Regions from separate parts of the Gossypium hirsutum genome. Here region 2 is linked to region 1. The links are chromatin contacts, called in public Hi-C maps. All regions are on one chromosome and are shown on one strand. The core of a region is the stretch at or near the end of the contact, and the rest is flanking DNA. Distances in the headings are between cores, read along the strand shown. Region 1 holds the start of LOC107937822 (dual specificity protein kinase YAK1 homolog). Region 2 has its middle 4.5 kb from the start of LOC107937810.

Evidence for each region. Hi-C and Micro-C count contacts between places; a contact is called where the count stands out from the background.
Region 2: a Hi-C map of leaf shows a contact between it and region 1, with 1.9 times the contacts expected there. The contact joins the enhancer-like site here to the promoter of LOC107937822 in region 1. A contact is called at or near these places in 4 of 34 Hi-C or Micro-C datasets (hypocotyl, leaf and seedling).

The regions. Positions count from the first base shown.
Region 1 is chrD13:54,841,597-54,846,281 of Gossypium_hirsutum_v2.1, forward strand. LOC107937822 (dual specificity protein kinase YAK1 homolog) reads right to left here and starts at 1,712. Exons shown (of 18, transcript XM_041109161.1): 1 at 906-1,712. The coding sequence starts at 1,070.
Region 2 is chrD13:54,875,288-54,879,858 of Gossypium_hirsutum_v2.1, forward strand. No RefSeq gene overlaps it. Among protein-coding and RNA genes, the nearest start is that of LOC107937810, 4.5 kb to the left of the region's middle. Within about 2 kb of position 3,209, at least 1 of the 9 cell types and tissues checked has an H3K27ac peak or open chromatin away from gene starts, as enhancers often do. A contact at or near this core is called in leaf, where this site is marked.

The sequences.
Region 1 (4,685 bases), core at 462-2,961:
TATGGAAAACCCAAGCAAGATCTATTTCGTATTTCATATTCAGCAATATGCCAATAAATTTTTACAGTACAAAATTCAGTGCCAACTCTTTAGTGCGTAATCTCATACTTCCTCAAACAGCGATCACATTCAGACATTGAAACATGAATGTCGAAAATAAGACAAGAATAGACAACATTATGCACAAGGCAAAAAAGAGGTATTTGATAATAGATCATTAAGTGGCTAGGAGGAGAATATCCATATTGGTAAGGGCAGTGTCAGGACAGGATTTAACAACCCAACAGGTGAATGACAAACAAATAACCATCCATGCCCTCATCAAGACTCGTATTGTTCAAGGAGTCTCTGCTCCCTAGTTTATCTTTTTAATGGACATCATAAATCAGTCCGAATTGTATTATCTCGAGGCTTGTCAGAGTAGATAGAGCTTGGGATCTAAAACCAATTCAGTAATCTTACTATGCTAATATAATATCAATACATTGCATTCTTCTACTGGGATGCAATTTGACCACCTATTCAGCTTAAGCATTCAGACATGGCACATTATAGTTACCAAAATAAGTAAACATTTCCCATTCATGTTCACAGCTTTCTATGATGTATTTGCAAGTAGTGAAGCATTTACCCTGCACATGGAGAGTGGAGACAATAAGGAACAGTCTCTTCTGACCTCTACATTGCTTATATGTTTACAGTTTACATATGCTTTCCTTATGCTAAACAGAATCACTAATCAAACCACAACTAAAACCAGCTGAACATCAGTAAATCAATAACAATTTAAACTCAAACCCAAATGAAAAGCTCCTGAGCTTTCAACACGTTTCAACATGCCAAAGAAATACCTTACAAACTTTTGAACTAAAAATGAGCAGACAATTAGAAAAAAGAGAACTTACAGGCCTCCTGACAACAACACGCAGCTTTCTATCAGCTTCGTTTCTAGTTGAGTAAGGCCAAAAAACCAGCTGCCTCGGCCTCCACCGCATAGCAGAGCCTTCATCGGAGCCCGATTCTGAGGTCCTCGGAGGCTCTCCTTGATTACTAGGACCAACTTCATCCATAGCTATCCTCCAGAAAGAATCAACGTTTTCTAACCCCAAAATTTACCATCATCCCCAATAGCTCCATTAAAGAAGAAACCACTCAAAATACCATAAAAGCAAGAAAAACCCCAAATTTCATCAGCAATCGGATTGTAGTCAAGATTGAAACTAGTTATTTTTCAAAGACCAATCAGCTAACTCAAATCCCATTCCTTTTTTTTTTACATTAATTCTATTATTCAAAACCTAAAGACAGAAGAATCAGAAAACTGGAGACCCAGGGTGATCCAGATATGATAAAAGAACAACCCAAAATTTGATTAAAATAAACAAAGGATTGAAATTTTTCATATATTATAAATAAATAAAAATGCAACAAAACCCCCCACAAAAAGTAGATTTTAACAAAATAACCCGAAACTTAGATTATAAAGAAGAAATGCGAGAAAGAAAGATGGAGAGATGAAGAAATAGATAGAAACAGAGAGTTTCTTTTTTTGGTTCTAAGGACAAAGGCACCGTGCTTCTTCCTTTCTACCTCCCAATAGGAGGTTTTTTTTTTTTTTTTTTTGCCTTTTTAGATTTTTCTTTGATGACTGGCGTTGAAACACTGTACAGTGGCATTTCCCTTATTTATTTATTCCATTCTATTATTTCTGTAAATTTGTTATTCATCGATGTTTCCTTTTAGATTTTATCATTTTATGTCCTTTTTTTATTGGCAGTAAATGTGTTTGGAATTTATTTATTTATTTATTGGATTTCTTTTTCTTTCTAAAATTGAAAATTACTATTTATCAAATAAAAAAGGTTTTTATTTATATTTAATATAAATCTAAAATTTTATACAAACACCGAAACTAACAACACATTTTCAATTAATCCAAAATAATTTTTAATATTTTATAAATCTCGGTTTGATTTTATTCACACTAGTTTAATTTTGCACATTTAATCCCTACAATCTAAAGTTAAAATTTTAACCTTTTTTTATTTTTCAATTTAAAATCTTACTTAAATCATCATTTCTATTAGTAATTTTTGTCAAAAAATTTTAATTAACATGTATATATTATGTTAATTATGTCACGTCAAAATTAAAATTAAAAATTTTTAATAAAAAATATTTAGTATAAATGATTAAATTGATATTTTAAATATAATAATTAAATCTCAAAATTTATCTAAACATTTCAACTTTTTTTATTTATTACTTTGGTTTTTTTTTATTTAAATGAAATCATTAAGTAATAAATGTTAAATTAGAGTAAAATAGTGAGAGGGAAAATTAAGAACAGAAGGTGGTTCATTGTCTGAATCCAATCCAAAAAATGTTTCAAAACATTAATTAAGACATGTTGATGATGTCCTTTTTAAGGTTTTTATTTTAGTGGTTCAAAAAGAAAATACAATTTCTCTCTATACATATGGTAAGTGTTTAGGTTGGATCAAGAAATAGGTAGATTTATACCTTTAGTCATTAAACTAATTTTACTTCCATTAGAAATTTAAGGACTTTAATAGGTAAAAGTAATAGATTAAGGGCTTATTTAAGGTTAAATTATTTTATTAGTCCTCGTACTTTTTGAAAGTTGTGAATTTAATCCTCGTACTTTAAATTGGTTGATTTTGAAACTTTAGTGTCGACTCAAACGATAGCAGTAAATTTTATTTGGTTAAATTCAATTACTAGTCGTGTCCATATTCTCCAATTGGATCTTCTAAATCCATATACTTTTTCAAATTTTGAAATTTCAGTATTGACGCAAATGACAATTATTAATCTACCAATTGGATTTTTAGTGAGTAATTTGTGGAAACAACAAGTGGACATGACATTACATATATGATGACATATTTGTCACATCCAATTTTGGAAATAACAAAACTTAATGAATTTAACAACTATTGCTTGGTGAGGACTAAAGTTTTAAAATTTTAAAAAGTACAAGAACTAAAAAAGACCAAATTAAAGTTCAATGACTAAATCCACAATATTAGTAGAGTACAAGGACTAAAAATAATCAAATTAAATTACATTGACTAAATTCACAACTTTCGTAAAGTGCAGGGACTAATAGCAGAGTTTAATCCTTATTTAACTACAAAAATAGTAGCTTAAGGACTTTTTTTGACATATTAGCCCCAAAACGCATGATTTGTTTTAAATTTAACATAATATAACATTTAGCCTTCAATGTTTACATTTTTTGTCAACGTAGCCCTTATTATTTTTTTAGCTAAAATTGACCATCAACCTTTTAAAAAAAAATCAAATCACTTTTTTAACTAAAAATTAAAATTTTTAATGATGTTGGAGTGACAATCCACATGTCTTCATACTGACATGACACTATGTATCTCATATACCACGCCAATAAATAATTTTAAAATTATAAAAAATTCAAAAAAGTAATAATTTAGAAATTTAATATATATTTCATAAAAAATAAAAAATTACAATGAGTACATGTTTAAAATTTTAATGTTAAATCAATATTTCAGTTAAAAAACAAGGTTAATAGTCAAATATGACCCCTTTTTTTTAGGTTGAGGGTTAAATTAAGCTTTAAAAAAAGAATAAGGTCCAAATTGATAAATGATGTAAATATTGAGGACTAAATTTGGCATTATACCTTCTAAATTTTATGTTTTGGGTTTTGTTAATGATGGCCTGCGAAAGCCCAACCAAAGAACCCATTAAACAGATTATTTTGGGCTTATATATGAGTGGGACCTGGGTTTAGCAATCTTTATGCCATAGGGATTAGTGAATGACGAGAGAGGTTGAGATTAATGGTTCATTTCTTAAGTGGGCTAAGTTCTAAGTGGCTAATATCGTTACTGTTCCATTACGAGGAACTCCAAGGATTAAAGGAGGTACACTCCTGTTGTTGGATGGTGAGGGAAAATCTATGTATCCAAGTCCAACCATGCTTTAATGTTTTTCCTGGTTCACTCCTGGGGTGGAGCAAGATTTTATATTCATTTTATATCCTTATTTAATAGTGTCATTTTATTCCAATTATCAGAGAAAAAAGAATCCAAAATTCTAGCTCCGTTGGCACGAGGAAGTTGAGATTGTGAAGAACATATGATTTAATCCCTTACTCATTTTATAAAGACGGGTGAAAAAACAGGAGAGAATCGGGTGTTATTGTTTTTATTTTAACGAGATAAATTAAATACAAAATCTAAAGTTTAGAATGGTTAAAATTATTTTAGTTTTAAATTTATAATCAGGTAAGTTATACAAATAAATTTTATAATGATGTAATATATATTTTCATGACTTGTTATTTACTTAGTGTGGGTTTGGATAGGCGATTGGGTGCAATGTAGTGCGTTTAACTTACTTTTTGTCCTACGCTACAGTATCGCCGCCACCGCTGTTTTTACACTAACTGCAGGTAAACGCACCGTCCATCTAAACTTACCCTTAATGTGTAAAAGCTTTTAATCCCAAAGTTTACACTAGAAACCCATTTCGTCTAGACATTTATTTTGGTTGAATATTTGGAAATGATGTTTTGTAGGTCCCACACTACACAAAAACAGGCTTTTAGCGGTATTTTTAGCGGCGTTTGGATAAAAAACGCCGCTAAAGATCGATCATTAGCGACGCTTTATAAA
Region 2 (4,571 bases), core at 1,959-4,458, 35 kb after region 1:
CTAGAGGATGAGAATGTATAGAGTTTAAATCCCTTAGGACTATTGTCTTGTTGATAGGCACTAATCTCAGCCGTTGATGTAATTTGATTTGTACCATTGAATTTGAGAGAACTCAACTATAAATAGAAGCATTTCCCTCATTTGTAATTATTCGGTTATGATCCTTCAAAGTAATAAAATACTTTTGAGAGTATTTACTCAAACACTTGGTGTGCTATTATTCTCTTGTGGCTTTTCTATTCAATACAAGTTTCTTAATCTTTTCGAGTTTGCTCCTGCTTTGTTTTTGAGTTAAGGGAAATTAACAAGCCTACTAACCAGCCATTTTTGGTATTAGTGAGGTAGGGGCAACATGGCCTCGGAAGGTTGCGCCTTGGAAGGTTGCTAGTTCGTTGTTTTGCCGACATAGAAATAATAAATTAGTAGCCTTATTAGTTTCACCTATTGTTTAACAATAATTTCTTTTTACTGAATCGTCATTTGATTTGAGGATTTAGTATTAGAATTCTTAGAACACTATTCCAAATGTTTTGCTACATGCGTGGATGGGCTAAAATTTCTTAATTTAAATTCATCAAAGTTTATTTAGAATATCAATCAATTTGCGACGAGCTTTTGGATGAGATCTAGGAGGTGTACATAAATGGAATATGTTAATAACTTTGCAATAGCCTAAGTTGTGAAGATGGTGGCCCACACACACATAAATTGAAAACCAAACCTATTTAAAGTTCATTCGAATCACGTAAAGACTTAATTATTTTATTTTTTGTCTAATATGTTAATAACCCAATTAAAAAGTTTATTTTGAAGCCCAAAATAATTTTTTTTTTATAAATTTGATCTATGCACAACTCTTATAAAACTATTAAATTCACATAATCATTTCTTTCCTCCTTTTAAGTTTCTTAAGAACAAGAATTATACTCACATTTTTTAACTACATTTAAGGGATTTCTTCTTGTATCAATATTTTTCTTTACAAACATATTTTATTTTCATTCATTCTAATTGTTTATTTGTTTAATTTTCATATTTGAATTCTAACCATTTTCAGCAACTTAAAATTCATCCATCCATTACCTTCTACTATTGTATTATTTTGATAAATAGTTTAGATGTATTATTGTATCATTGTATTATTCTAAACATTTGTCTAATTTTCATATTTATATTATACTCATGGAATGTTTGTATCTAACACCATGCATAATGAATTAACTTTATCAGACACCTATCGTAATTACATAACCAATTACTAATTTTTGCTAACTTGCATATCCGACCTAACTAAACCATTCGAAATGGGCCCACATGCCTTTCCTATCCAACCCATGCAACCCACACGACTAGACACACACTTGCATGACTTACACAATCGGGTACACGACCAGACACACACCTGAGTGGCGACAACTGCCATTTTATATTTCGCACAATTTCACTGATTTTCAGGTTTAAAGTTACACACCTGATCGTTTTTGAGATGTTGGCACAACAACAACAACCAAAATTCTGCACACAACATCCACAACTTGAACAATTATCAAGAACACCATAATTGAGCTAGATATTTGACCCTTACACAATTAAATAATTTGAACTTAACGCAATAGAGCAATCGACTCTTGCCAAAATTTACACAACCAACCCCTAACTAAGGTATTCGACCACTTACCCAAAGAAGAATTAGTTTTTGAGACCCTCAATTTGTCAAAGGAATATTTGTTACATGATCTTCGCCTAACAGAATTATAAAAACGGTCAGACCATGCACCAAACAACTAACCAAAAGACCACTAACCTTCCATAAGAAACAAATAAAACTACATCACTAAAAGAAGTACTACTACTCTTACTAGAGATGTAACGCCCTAATTGAAACACTTTAACCCCACATGACCAACACCAAAATTAGGGAATAACATCAACACAAAAGTTGAGACTTGAACGACAGCAAGCCAATAACAAGGGACGACAAAAGGGAAAGTTAACAAGAAGACAAAGTGAAATTGTGGGGAAATGCCATAAGAAGAAAAGAAAACAGAGGGAGAGAACGATAAGAGAGAAAAAAAATCAATAAACAAAAGTGTCAAACGAAAAAAAAAAGAAAATGGGAGAAGTAGGGCAATGGAGCGGAATGAATCAAGGGAGAGATTTGTAGAGAATAATTCTAAAAAAATTTAAAATTTATAACAATATCCTAACCTATCAAATTTATCAGTTAACACAATCTGGTGGTTGCATTTGACCTACATTCTGACAACATAGGTGGCACAGCAAAGGAAAAGCAAAAATAATTTTTACTTTTGCATACAATAAGTTTCAAACTTGAGACTTAAAAGTAAGCTAAGGCTTTACCACTAAATCAATATGCTTAGTCTTGTTAACAAATATACAAAAAATAAAGATAAACTAGGTGCAACTAGTTAGATATAGGGAAAAAATAATCAAAATTCAAGGCAATAGAATTGAACACAAGTCCTCAAACATACCTCTAGATCACTAAACTACTAAACCAAATCAACTTACTTGACACATTTAAGCAATTCAAAACTTAAGAAACTTGGAACTTTACAGTACCTTAAGTGCTAATTTAAATTTCTTAATCATTTACCCCATTAAATTATTTATATGTAAAATAGTTTTAATTTTCTAATAGTGCAAGTTATCCAATAAAAAATAAGGTTATATGTACTTTACCCCTTGAACTTATCCAAGAGTACCTAGTTGATACTTGAACCTTTTTTTGTACGAAGTTGGTACTTGAATTTGTATTCTGTCACACACATTGTCCCAAGTTATTAACAACATTAATTTTTTAACGGTTAACATGTAGTTTGGCTCTAAACTTGTACAAAATTACTAGTTGATACTTGAACTTGTCCAAAAAATTATACTTTTTAAAATTAATTTATATCCACCACGTGCCATATTAAGAGGTTATCATGTGTTACTATAAGATTGGTCATCAGTGTCATGTCAGAATAAACTAAAGGTGTTAATGCAATGTATCAACTTAGATGACGAAATACTAGTTCAAGTACGAATTGAATACAGAAAAAAAGTTCAAGTACCAACTAAATACTTTTGAAAAAAATTTAGGGGCAAATTACATATTAACCCTAAACATATATAACAATCCAACCTTAGAGTTCAATGGGCCACAAAATGGAGCCCATAATTCTACAGACTAAGCGGGACTTAACTACAAACCCACAAATCAATAATTAAAGTGGCCTTTAAAAATCACAACTACAAGTTGGCCTAAACGACTTGCAAATGATTTACGTTTCTTTTTGTCTCATTTATTATGGAAAACGGGCTTTAAAATTAAGTATTGGGCCTTAAGATTTTGTTAGAGAAAAGTTTTTTTTTCTTTTTTATCCTGCTCTGACAAAATTTCAATTTAGACTTGTTTTAATTTAGATGGTCATATGAAACATGGATAAAATAAATAATTTTATTTATGTTAATCTAATAATGAAACATGGGTGGTTATATGGCAATTTTTTAATTTGGACATGTTTTAATTGTCGGAGCAGGATAAAAAAAATGTTGTTAATAACTTGAGACAATAGATGTGACGGAATATAAATTCAAATATAAACTCTAAACTTTAGACACTAAACCCTAAACTCAAATTCTCTATCTCCCTTTACGTCTTCCCTAATTATATTACTCCATAGTCATCGTTACTACCATCAATATTGCTTTTTATTTTATATTTTTAATTAAAAGAATATATTAATCAAATAATGAAGCATGGATGGTTTCCAATGTACGTATAAATGCTTAATGTGCTACAATCTATATATAGGCTATCCATGCTTCATTTAATATATTCTTTTAATGAAAATAATAAAATAAAATGCAATATTGATAATAGTAACAATGACTATAGATTTGTCTCATTGGGTTTTCTTAGTAAAGTTTTTAACGAGGGCAGTATATTATGTGTATTATAGATATGTGTATTTTTTTTCTTTCACTAGGATTTTTTTTCCTACAAGGCTTTTATCTTAGTAAGGTTTTAATGAGGCACATTATCTACCAATGGAGATCTAAGGGGGAATGTTATGAATATCTTATCAAGTGGATGTCCATCAAAATCAAGATAAGTTTTGATGTACTTTAAATTCTTATAATAATTAAAAGTAGATCTCTACCTCATTTATACTTTTTATACCTATAAATAGAGACTTTAGAGAAGATTTATAAATAGTCTGATTGATTAATAAAATACGCTCGGTCATTCTATTTATTCTTTACTTTCTATTCTTTTTATTTTATAACAAAATTTAATTTATTTAGGATATAAATTTCAAACAAAATGTAAAAAAAAATTACATAAAGGTGTTGCCGGCCATTGGCAGGCCACCACAAAATTTTTTTCTTTTTTTCCCTATATACTAGTATCATACGATTTTAAAAAAATACACTGGTTTCGGCCATTGACAGGCCAGAACCAAAAAATTCATTTTTTTAAAGTCTGACACAATTATCAAGCAATCATGGGTCCAAAATACCAGGTGGTACTGGCCATTGACAGGCCACAACCCTATTTTACT